2 separate regions of the Zea mays genome follow, and region 1 is linked to region 2. Evidence: chromatin contacts called from public Hi-C data. All regions are on one chromosome and are shown on one strand. Each heading gives the region's core, a stretch centred on a gene start, on an enhancer-like site or on the middle of the called end of the contact. The rest is flanking DNA. Distances are from core to core; before and after follow the strand shown. Region 1 holds the start of LOC100304353. Region 2 holds the start of LOC100126542 (H+-translocating pyrophosphatase).

Region 1 (6,261 bases), core at 3,288-5,787, 150 kb after region 2:
CCTGGGCCGCCAAGCGGCAGCCTGTTGTCTCTCGCTCCAGTGCTGAGGCCGAGTACCGCGCTGTGGCCAACGGCGTGGCAGAGGCCTCCTGGCTGCGACAGCTCCTCCACGAGCTCCACAGTCCCCTCCAGCGCGCCACCCTCGTCTACTGCGACAACGTCAGCGCTGTCTACCTCTCCACCAATCCCGTGCAGCATCAGCGCACGAAGCACGTGGAGATCGACCTGCACTTCGTCCGGGAGCGTGTCGCCGCCGGTGACGTTCGGGTTCTCAGCGTCCCCACCACGCTGCAGTTCGCCGACATCTTCACCAAGGGGTTACCGTCGAGTGTATTTTCAGACTTTCGCTCCAGTCTCAACATCTGTACAGGATAGAGTTGTGACTGCGGGGGGTGTTAGAATACCCTCTCACCCTCTGTAATGGGCCTGGCCCAGTTACTGTATTAATAGATCACCCAACTCCTGTTAGGGTTAGGGTTTCCAATACTATCGTTATAAAAGGCGCCTTACATGAGTGATTTGTTCAAGCGACTCGATAATGCATGTGGATGACTTTTATGCATGTTTCTTTTAGGAGGTTATTTGTAAACTTTGTTTTCTGACACTCCTCTCTCTCTTTCTGTTTTTTGTCACATTTAGGATGACACTGCATTTGAGAAGCAAAGTTCGTTATTTGCTCTTGCAATTTCAGATATAGTTCTAATTAACATGTGAGTCACCCTATATGATATTTGTGATGACTTCCCTTATGGACTTATTTGTTGAACCTTTAGTTTTCACACTTACTACAGACTTTTTGTTATCACTATGTGTATGTGTATAGGTGGTGCCATGATATTGGCCGTGAGCAAGCTGCCAATAAACCACTCCTAAAGACAGTATTTCAGGTACCGATGTTAAATTTCTGTCTTCCAGGCTACCTTTATGCACAGCTGATATACATAGTCCTGATCATCTGATGTGTTACTTGGACATCTGAGTTTGTAGGTCATGATGCGTTTGTTTAGTCCTCGGAAGACAACACTGCTATTTGTTATACGTGATAAAACCAGGGTTTGCCTCTCTTTTGTTGCATTGCATTCTTGAATTAATTCATCCAAAAATATGAAATATATTCAGAGTACAATATTTTTTCCGCTTTTTAGCTAATCTCAGGCACATGATTGTTTTTATGTAGACTCCACTTGAACATCTAGAACCAGTTCTAAGGGAGGATATACAAAAGGTGATGGCATCCTTTCTTTCATTCATTCATCTTTGTTTACTAGCTTGTTGGCTTCCTCTAGTTCTAATATTGTCACAGATTTGATCAGATATGGAACTCTGTTGCCAAGCCAGAGGCACACAAAGACACCCCTATCAATGAATTCTTCAATGTAAGCTATATATTTTTGTCGTACAATCTTTAAAAATAAGATTATGCTTTTACTAGAACGTCATTTGTCAATGTGAAGGTGCAAGTTACTGCATTGTCCAGTTTTGAGGAAAAAGAGGACCAGTTTAGGGAACAGGTACTTCAAAGATCATTTGAAAGTTTAAACTCGTACTGTGTAGATTTTTTTTGTAGGGAAAGTAATGCAAAATGTTTCTATTTGTAATGAATAATTATTTTCAAGAACCTTACTTTTACCTTGAACAGGTTCAACAACTTAGGCAGAGATTTTCAAATTCAATTGCACCAGGAGGTCTTGCAGGTGATAGAAGAGGAGTAGTTCCTGCTTCAGGTTTTTTGTTTAGTTCACAACAGATTTGGAAAGTTATCCGAGAGAACAAGGATCTTGATCTTCCTGCTCACAAGGTACCTCTCTTTCCTGCTTGCATAAGACCCATGCTAGATCGCTACACCAATTCACTTTGAAGGGGTCCTCTAGAATTTTTTTTCTCGAAAACGCAGGAGAGGTACGAATTTTTTTTCTCGAAAACGCAGGAGAGGTACGCATTATTCAATAATAGAAGGATAGAGCAAACACAGGCAAAATAAACACCTCACAAACAATAAAAAGGGGAGGGGTGGTTTAAATTACATACAATCGGGTAAACATTAGAACAGCGGCCAACACAAATTGAGCATTATTCCCATTCGACCTCTTCACTTGGCGCAACGAGTGAACATAGGCCCTTGACTCTTGCTACACCATGGTTTTAGATTTCGTCACCAGCCAAACTCAACACCGTAGATAGGCGAGGGGAAATTCTGTTGAAGACACACTCATTCTTGTGTTTAGGGTGTTCAAACCCTTTTGAAGAGTGTTAGGAACTAAGATGGACGCTCGCCGCCACCATTCAAGAAGTAAAAAGAGGAGACCTCATCGGGCTGTGGGGAGAGAGCCACTAGCCCCAATCGCTGGAGAAGGATAAACCAGAAGTGCCTTGTTAAGACGCATCTAACCAACAGATGGTTAATCGTTTGTTTTTTTTTTAACGAACTAGGCAGAGATGCCGATTATATTAAAAAGAAGAAGAGACCCAGACTAGGCAAAACGACCAAACAACAGCGTATGGTTGGATTGGAACATCAACATGTGCCACACAACACTCGAACCAACTAGAAACAACAAAAGTGGGCTGGTTGGATTGGGACATCAACAGATGACCACACAACACTTTTGCTCTACTCCACTCACCTCGTCAGCAGTTCTAAAGCCTGGCTCAAGTCATCGTTGTCGAGCTTAGCACCGAGGCTTAGCAGCTCCGACTTCATGCACCAGACCACAAACCAACTCCTACAACCAAAACTAACAAGACCACGAAGGGCAAACCCACCAACGCAATGCAGAAGAGCACCTAAAGCTGCCATGAGTTATCATTGCCAAGCATGGTTGTAAAGTAGCCAGCGACTCTGACTTACCATGGCAAATCTTAGATGATCCAAACGAAAACAGGCAGGCGGCCCGAAGCGAAAGGTCACAACAGGCCATCATTGTTGAGCTCAAACCAAGGAGCAGCTCCGACTTCCAATCTTGATCTGGCGCCCCGCCCCCGACATATGCCCAACCTCCAAAGCAAACCAGTCCACGAAGGAGGGAGGGTTTTGCTTCATGTCATCATTGTCGAGTCACATCCTCTAACGTAGCAGCTCCGACCTCACGTTGCAAGTCCCTTCCTCTACCCGCATATCGGGCATCGAGAAGCGAAAGCATCAACTAAATGCGACGTCGTGGTCAAGACGAATTTCAATAGTGACGCCTTTAGGAAGGGAATGACGTCGGGGACACCTCCATCGCCTGTCCGAGATGGATTGAGCTTTCGCCCAAAAAAAACGATGCTGGGGAATGTGACACCCTCGACAAGAGAAGCGCCACGGACATCACCGTCGCCGAGACTTTCGCCCAAGATGTCTCCCAACACATCGTGAGGTCAAGAAGCTGGGCCATAGCAAGTTGTCTTTGTCGTCGTAGCTGCCCTGCGATCCCGCACAAACCCTTCTAGAGGGGCATCGACGGCTCGACGCATCGGCTACCGCAACAGCCTCAAAGCTGCGTCGGTCGCCACCCCCTCTAGCAGGGCACACGGAGCTCGATTTCACCTTGCCGTGTGCGTCATGCTATCACGCGCCGAAGCCGATGCCGGCAGTCGTCGCCGGCCTGGCACTCGCGGCCACTGCGAGGGTCTCACCCCCGCCACGAGGAGATGACCGCCGTGCAGGTACGGTCGCTGCACCTCCTCCCCGAGCCGCCAGGAGCTCCGCGCAAGAGGGCCACAACGGCCGCTCAAAGAGCCAGCTGAACGACATGTTGCTGCATCTGCCGATCGGCGCCAGCTCGCGCCCCGGCGGGCAGCACGGTGCAGCCACCGACCGTGCAGCGCGAAGAAGGTAGCGAACGAGGCCGAGGACGACCGGCGGGTGGGAGGCGGTTGCTCTCCCGGCCTGTGATGCTTCGGGTCGGCGTCGCACTCCTCACCCCCAACTTCGTCGACACGGTGAGCTTCCACGTGCACGCCGTCAGTGGGCCGTTGCACCACCGCCACCGCGCCTCTACCTGCAACGCCCACGCGAGCGCACGGCACCGCCACGAACACCATGACCACGCCCCGGCCACGAGTTCCCTCCCGCGTGGATCTGGGCGCTCGCGACGCCAACTGGGCGGATGCGTCGCCGCCACCATCCTGGGGGCCCGGCGGGCATGCCGGCCAACCCCTCTGGCAGCCGTGAGACAGAGAGAAGGGGCAGTGGGGCGGTAGCGGCTAGGGTTTTGCCGCTCGAGTCGCCCACGCGGGGGAGCTGCAGCCTTCTCTACCCCGTGACTTTATTTCGCGAAAGAGTTGCATTATCAATATATTAAGAAGAAAAGAGTAAGGGTCTGGGAAGAGACCAAATACAAAAACCTCCTTACAGAAGTAGAAAAACAAAAACATCAAAAGACTCATCTATAACCCATTAGTGGTCCAAGGCCAACAGCTTAAGACCAAAGACTTCTAAGGGCTCTAGCTCCAGCCATTCCCCACAGAGCTGCATCCTCATGAATGTATTTCGATGTTTCCAGAGCCACCATGCTACTAGGATTACCATCGTATTAAAACATTTTCTCTGAATTTTTGGCACTTGACATTCAACTCTACTCCACCAGTCTTAGAATATCATAAAGTGATAAAACAAATCACAACAAAATAAATGACAACTCATGTTTTTTTAATAAGACGAATGATTAAAGTGTTGGAAAAAGCCAATTGCGTCATATATTTGCGAAGGGAGTATTACAAATTTTTAAAATAAAATACTCAACCCCTTTTATTCATGATTTACTTCCATTTGCTTTACCATGCAAGGTAATGGTTGCTACAGTTCGATGTGATGAAATTGCAAACGAGAAGTTTGGATGCATAACCTCAGACACAGTAAGATTTTGCTAGTTCATGACCATTCAACTTTTGTACAGGTTTTGGGTTTTACTAATGTGTTTTATTTTCTTTAGGAATGGTTGGATGTGGAGAGTGCTGTCCAATCTGGTCCAGTACCTGGTTTTGGAAAAAAACTTGGCAATATCGTCGACGTTCACTTGCAAGAGTAAGCCCTTGAGTGATTTGAGTCATTGACAGCCTTATGGTTGTACAACGTGATTACCAGTCCTTCCAACTTTACAAGCTATCAGGTGTATGCCTTTTATGTTCTATACATCTGCCAATAACGGTGTATGCCTTTTATGTTCTATACATCTGCCAATAACCCTTGCACTTATAAGAAAATTTTCTAAACAACCAATTTTTCTGTCTGAACTGTATTCAACAGAAAGTGAACACATGCTTATTACATTAATACTACTATATCTATCTGTTTTTATTAAATCCACATTTAAAAATACTTACATGTTTTTTTAGAACGACGCAGGAGAACAGTGTGTCATTTCATTAAGGGAGAAGAAAAATATAAACAAACAAAGGCCCTAGGGACCAGAACCCAACACTTCCAATTAAACATGCCACGCACACTCTAGGTATATGACCAAAATACTAAGAAAGACAACTTAAGTGTTCCCCATCTTGGCGTGCAGCGTGCAAAGCTCTGAATTTCCAGCAAGACACCACAAGCTGCACTCCTCAATTTCTCGGATCACCATCAAAACACTAGGTCTTATCCCATCAAACACACAAGGTTAAGTCTCTATATATATGTAACCTTCTTCTATACAATACATTAAGGGCTTTGCCATTCCAGACCCTGCCCCTTCCCCTTCCTCATCGGTGGCGTGGCCACGTGGGCACGCGTGCAGCAGCCGCCGCGGGATGTAGGGGAGCAACAGCCGCCGCAGCCTCGCGGGCGCTCCCATCCCCAATGGCGGCCAACCCTTCCTCCACCGGCGCGGCACCTCTCCCTCCTGCGCAGCCAAGCTCCCCTCCCGTGCAGCCCCTCATCATCGCGCTGGCCACCTCCTAACTGCCCGCGCTAACGCCGCATCAGCGCCTTCCACTTCGAGCTTCTCCCATCGCTTTCGCTGGATCCGTCGCTGTCGCGGCCTTCCCGGCCGGATTCACCGTTGTTGCGGCCTTCTCGGCTAGATTCGTTGTCCCTTTAGCCGAATCGCCGTAGCTGGATCCGTCGCTGTCGTGGCCTTCCCGGCCGGATCAACTGTTATCCCTTCTATTCTGCCGCGGGCGCGGCCACCATGACCAGCGCAGACGCGTGCACTGTCGTCGGCCTCCCTAGCAGGGCCCCTCGACGTCCGGACGATCGAAGAAGCAAGAAGGTCGGTATGCTGCCTGCTGGTGCTCTTTTGTTGTGTCGCCCTGTCGACCATTGACGCTCGAACGTCGCCTCCTCCCGAAG
Region 2 (5,357 bases), core at 1,006-3,505:
AAAGCCAGCTATTCCAGAACATAATGCTCCAAGAAGAAAAGAAGCAACTGTAATATAGGCTAGTGTTGCCCTGTGTAGTCATTATATTCATGAGATGTCAACATGGCAAGTTGGCAACAACTAATAAACATATATATATATATAAGTACAAATAAGGTTACAGATCATGGCAGAAAAAACACCTTCCCAAGCCAGACGCCTCCTGCTGTGGGGTAGTAGTGCGAAAGAGATAAATGCCAAGGATGACAAAGGCCAGAATAAATGCCATTTTAGAAATAGTTCCATATTGTGTCTTAAAAAACCCTTCAGCACCATCTCTTATGGCATCAGATATCTGAACAAGAGAAGGCACAAAACCAAATCACGCTAGAACACTACTCTGGTAGGTCAAAACCCCAATGAAATACTAGCACAATTTAGAGACAAGCAATTGAAGCAGAATATGCATAGCAAGACAGCAACATTAGCATACAGAGCTTTCTAAACACAGAAACGGCATGTGACAAGAAGTGAAGCATTGAAGATGCAGAACATGAATGCATATCACATTATCACTGATCTGAATTGAAACAGTTTTTATACCTCAGACATTTCTGGTGGTCCTTCGTCCTTAGCAAGAACCCACTTTGTAAGGTAGAGAGAGAAGAATAGACTGAGAGTACATATACAGAACACAAAGACCACAATTGGTGATGTACTGGCTCCCACATATAGCACACCACTGAATACCAAAAGAGAAAGAATAATCAAGGCACGGGGATTTATCCTCATCAACAAACGTAAGGCCTGTAGCAACAAAAACAAACAAAATAAGAAACAAACATAAAATATCTGACAGTTGCTCATAACATGTTAAAAAATGTATGCCAATCAATCAGCAGAAATTTGAACTTCAAGATTTTTTTCATTTATCAAATTTTGTGACATGGAATATAGAGTGTTAAAGTAGCCACTGCCCAGTTCTTTTAGCTGAATGATCATTTTTGGAATATAAGAAAATGAGGATAACTTTTTAACCTACCTGACTTGTGACTAAAAAAAATTATTTAATAGGTATGACCAAAATCTAAAAGACTTTGTTGCCAGTGTTGATGAGCAAAAAAAAAGACAGACCCAGTGTTGGCGGCCCCATAAGTGGAGTCTGTACCCCTGAATTTTTGCAGAGGCTGCATCGAACCTAGGACAACAATAACTTTATTTGGCTACTTCTCTATCTCTACTATATAAAAGCACTAGTTTCCACGGTTCCACGATCGTCGTGTGTCATCCTTCCCCTTCTCGCTTTATGCAAAAATAAGATAAATCCCTACTATATAAAGCACCAGTTTCCACGATTCCACGGTCGTCGTGTGTCATCCTTCCCCTTCTCGCTTTATGCAAAAAAAGATAAAATTGTGCAGAAGTGGGGGGTTCGAACCTTGGTTGTTGGCTCCATATTTACACCCACCTAACCAACAGAACACACATATTTTTGTGTTTTATTAAAACAAAATCTACCCATGTGTTATATGAAAACCGTAGTAATGCACGGACATCTAACTGGTTATGTATAAATTCTTAAGTATAAATATATAGATAAAACAAAGAAAGATGGAAAATAAATGTATAATATCCAGTGTGCTGAATTGTTCTTTAGTGTACACGTTGATCTGTCAATAGGCATATCCAATTGGACTAATGGTAAAAGATAAATGAATGAACAGTGTGTATATTTCTTTCCCACCTAAAATAAGTAGTGTCGATATATATCAGCAAAAACAGGGACACTTCACACAGCTATGTTTTAGGACAAATTCCATGTACTTGCACATACTAACACACAAGAAAGAAATACATACACAAAGTGAGCGCATGGAATATGAAGTGAAGCTAAATTGGTCCTTTTCAAAGTAGTCAGAAAGGTCAGTTATGTATTTTTCGAAGGTGGAGAAAGATTAGCGAAAGCCCGTACCAGCGGGATAGATGACTTGCTTCGTACTGTTGAAAAAGTCCTTGGTCTTTCTTGATACGACCTTCCATTTTCCATGTCCTCTTCCATCATGATGGAATATGAGTTTGCCCTCCTCGTTACTGGAAAAGGAACGAACTCCCCACCTTGGGGTAGGTCGCTCCCTGAGACCTGGCGCTGAATTGTGGATAGTCTATGTCAGACCACCTCTCAAAAATAGTAAGCCCTAAAAGTTAAACACATCCAGATTTTTTCCAGCCTCAGCGACCAAATTCTCTTTGATTGAAAGGGTCCTTTTGCCGTCAAGCCTACAAGATGACATTACCATGAAGCTAGGTATAGTGAAATGTTCTAATGTTCTAAAGAAGTACGATAAACAGGCACAAGGTACAATTATCGCCAAAAACATGAACTCTGGTTAGAATAAAATAAATTACAGCAGCAGGTTACCCAGACACCTTCTATAATAAGGACAATTCGAAAGTATAATCTTCATTTGACACACCTGCAATCTATGTAGCACAGGTACAGATACACTCATACAAGGGTATGTCATTTCCCAAAAATAGTCAATATGCAGATATGTTTCAGTATTTTTTTAAACAATATTGAATAAGTCACGTTATTAAAATTGTGACAATGGCAGTAGCAGCCTAGCTGGAAGACTTAGCTGGGTGGAGATTAACAAATAACCGGTAACTTCTCTGAGAGTTTACACAGTTAAACTTAAACATCCAGCAGAAATGTTGCCATAACATCATTTCTGCTACCAGGACTAGTGTCAGGTGAGGAGTAATTTTCGGGCAAGTAGCGATTCTAAGTTCAGAACCAAGTGCTGTAAAAAATATAAAACATCCTCTGTTTGTAACCACTGGAATAGAGAAACAACAGCAGACCGAGATAGTTCAATGTCTAGACTCTACTCTAGAGCGAGACACGCCTGGCGTAACTACGGGGGAGGGAGCAGGGCGGGTTCTCACCACTTGATTTCACGACGCCGGCAGGTGCCGCGGGCACGGGGATAGATCTGGGAGGAGGATGAAGAGGGGGAGGAGGAGGCGGCGGCACCTACGGGAGCAACCGCGGCCACGGGCGCCGGAGTGGATCACAGGAGAGGGGGCTGCCCCGCCGCTGGCGTCCGCGAGGATGAGCGCGGCTGCTTGCTGGCAAGGCAGCAACGAAGCAGGCCGCGGATCTGCGAGGCCAGGGGGACTGCGGGGAGCCGGGAGGTTCTCCGACACACAAACAAACAGAAACGAAAGCAGGCAGAGGCAGTTGCGATGAAGAGGACACAGACGTGGAGTGGAGTCTCCCCGGCCCGCGTTAGGATCACATTCCGAGTAGTGCACAGCCCACTAAGCCCAACAAATATCTCCCTCTTTTCCTTGTCCAGGAAAATAAAATTTCCTTTTGCCTCCTAGTCTATCGCCAAAATCTTGCTTTTCTATCAAACATTTTGTCGGGGACCATAATTAGAGGTACCCTTAAGGCTCCTAATTCTCAGCTGGTAACCCCCATCAGCATAAAGCTGCAAAGGCCTGATGGGTGCGATTAAGTCAGGGATCGATCCATTCAAAGGACGCGATCACGCCTCGCCCGAGCCTAGCCTCGGACAAGGGCAGCCGACCCCGGAGGATCTCCGCCTCGCCCGAGGCCCCCCTCCAGCGGCTAACGTATTTCCGGCTCGCCCGAGGCCCTGTCTTCGCCAAGAAGCAACCCTGACCAAATCGTCGCGCCGACCGACCAAATCGCAGGAGCATTTAATGCAAAGGCAGCCTGACGCCTTTATCCTGACGCGCGCTCTTCAGCCGACAGAGCCGAAGTGACCGCCGTCACTTCGCCGCTCCAATGACCGGCCTGACAGAAAGACAGCGTCGCCTGCGCCGCTCCGACTGCGGTGCCACTTGACAGAGTGAGGCTGACAGGCAGTCAGGCCCGGCCGCAGGCACCATAGGGAGCTCCGCTCCGCCCGACCCAGGGCTCGGACTCGGGCTAAGTCCCGGAAGACGGCGAACTCCGCTCCGCCCGACCCAGGGCTTGGACTCGGGCTAGTCCCGGAAGACAGCGAACTCCGCTCCGCCCGACCCAGGGCTCGGACTTGGGCTCAGCCCCAGAAGACGACGAACTCCACTTCGCCCGACCCAGGGCTCGGACTTGGGCTCAGCCCCAGAAGACGACGAACTCCGCTTCGCCCGACCCCAGGGCTCGGACTCCGCCCTGGCCTCAGCCAACGGTCTCCGTCTCGCCCGACCTAGGGGCTCGGACTCGACCTCGGCCACGGAAGACGGACTCGACCTCGGCTTCGGAGGAGCTTCCACATCGCCCAACCTAGGGCGCAGACCTGCCACGTCAACAGGAGGCGCCATCATCACCCTGCCCCAAGCTGACTCGGGCCACGGGGAACAAGACCGGCGTCCCATCTGGCTCGCTCCGCCAGATAGGCAATGATGGCGCCCTGCATACTCTGTGACGACGGCGGCTCTCAGCCCCCTTACGGAAGCAAGAGGACGTCAGCAAGGACTCAACAGCTCCGACAGCTGTCCCTCCGCCAGGCTCCAGCGCTCCTCCGACGGCCATGACATCACACCAGCTGGGTGCCAAAATCTCTCCGGCTGCCACAACGGCATGTACTTAGGGCGCTAGCTCTCCTCCGCTAGACACGTAGCACTCCGCTACAGCCCCATTGTACACCTGGATCCTCTCCTTACGCCTATAAAAGGAAGGACCAGGACCCTCTTAGAGAGGGTTGGCCGCGCGGGGACGAGGACGAGACAGGCGCTCGCGTGAGGCCGCTCGCTCCCTCTCCCGTGTGGACGCTTGTAACCCCCTACTGCAAGCGCACCCGACCTGGGCGCGGGACGAACACGAAGGCCGCGGGATTCCCACCTCTCTCACGCCCATCTCCGGCCACCTCACTTCCCCCCTTCGCGCTCGGCCTCGCGCCGACCCATCTGGGCTGGGGCACGCGGCGACATTTCACTCGTCGGCTTAGGGACCCCCCGGTCTCGAAACGCCGACAGTTGGCGCGTCAGGTAGGGGCCTGCTGCGTGTTGACGAACAGCTTCCCGTCAAGCTCCAGATGGGCAGTCTCCAGCAACCTCTCCGACCCGGGACGGTGCTCCGTTTTGGGAGCCTTGAGTTCATGTCCCTCGACGGCGGCTACGACATGATACTCCTTCCACCGCCGGACGACAGCGACAATGGCGGCCGACAGCCCGCCCGCCGGCGGTGGAATCGACGATGTCTTCCCCGTGTGGTGGAAGAACAACATTCGAGCTTGCCCCGTCCTCTCCCCCGCCAACGGAGGAGGAGGCGGGGCAACCAAGGCCAAGCGGGAGGCAGCGCCTCATCGACTGTCGAGCGAGTCGACGGCCCCAGCGCCCCAACGGGGGGCGCGTCGGGCATCGAC

What was found. Hi-C and Micro-C count contacts between places; a contact is called where the count stands out from the background.
Region 1: a Hi-C map of tassel shows a contact between it and region 2, with 2.6 times the contacts expected there. The contact joins the promoter of LOC100304353 here to the promoter of LOC100126542 in region 2. A contact is called at or near these places in 3 of 25 Hi-C or Micro-C datasets (ear, leaf and tassel).

What each region holds. Positions count from the first base shown.
Region 1 is chr1:174,881,165-174,887,425 of Zm-B73-REFERENCE-NAM-5.0, forward strand. LOC100304353 reads right to left here and starts at 4,538. Exons shown (of 1, transcript XM_020546530.2): 1 at 2,472-4,538. The coding sequence starts at 4,022. The coding sequence ends at 3,522. It overlaps LOC103645055 (protein ROOT HAIR DEFECTIVE 3 homolog 1), which reads left to right. Exons shown (of 22, transcript XM_020546527.3): 4 at 639-709; 5 at 823-886; 6 at 987-1,052; 7 at 1,177-1,224; 8 at 1,313-1,375; 9 at 1,454-1,510; 10 at 1,639-1,797; 11 at 4,767-4,835; 12 at 4,913-5,004.
Region 2 is chr1:174,736,332-174,741,688 of Zm-B73-REFERENCE-NAM-5.0, forward strand. It overlaps LOC100126542 (H+-translocating pyrophosphatase), which reads right to left and starts at 2,256. Exons shown (of 14, transcript NM_001112597.1): 1 at 1,952-2,256; 2 at 583-786; 3 at 183-334; 4 at 1-70. The coding sequence starts at 2,041.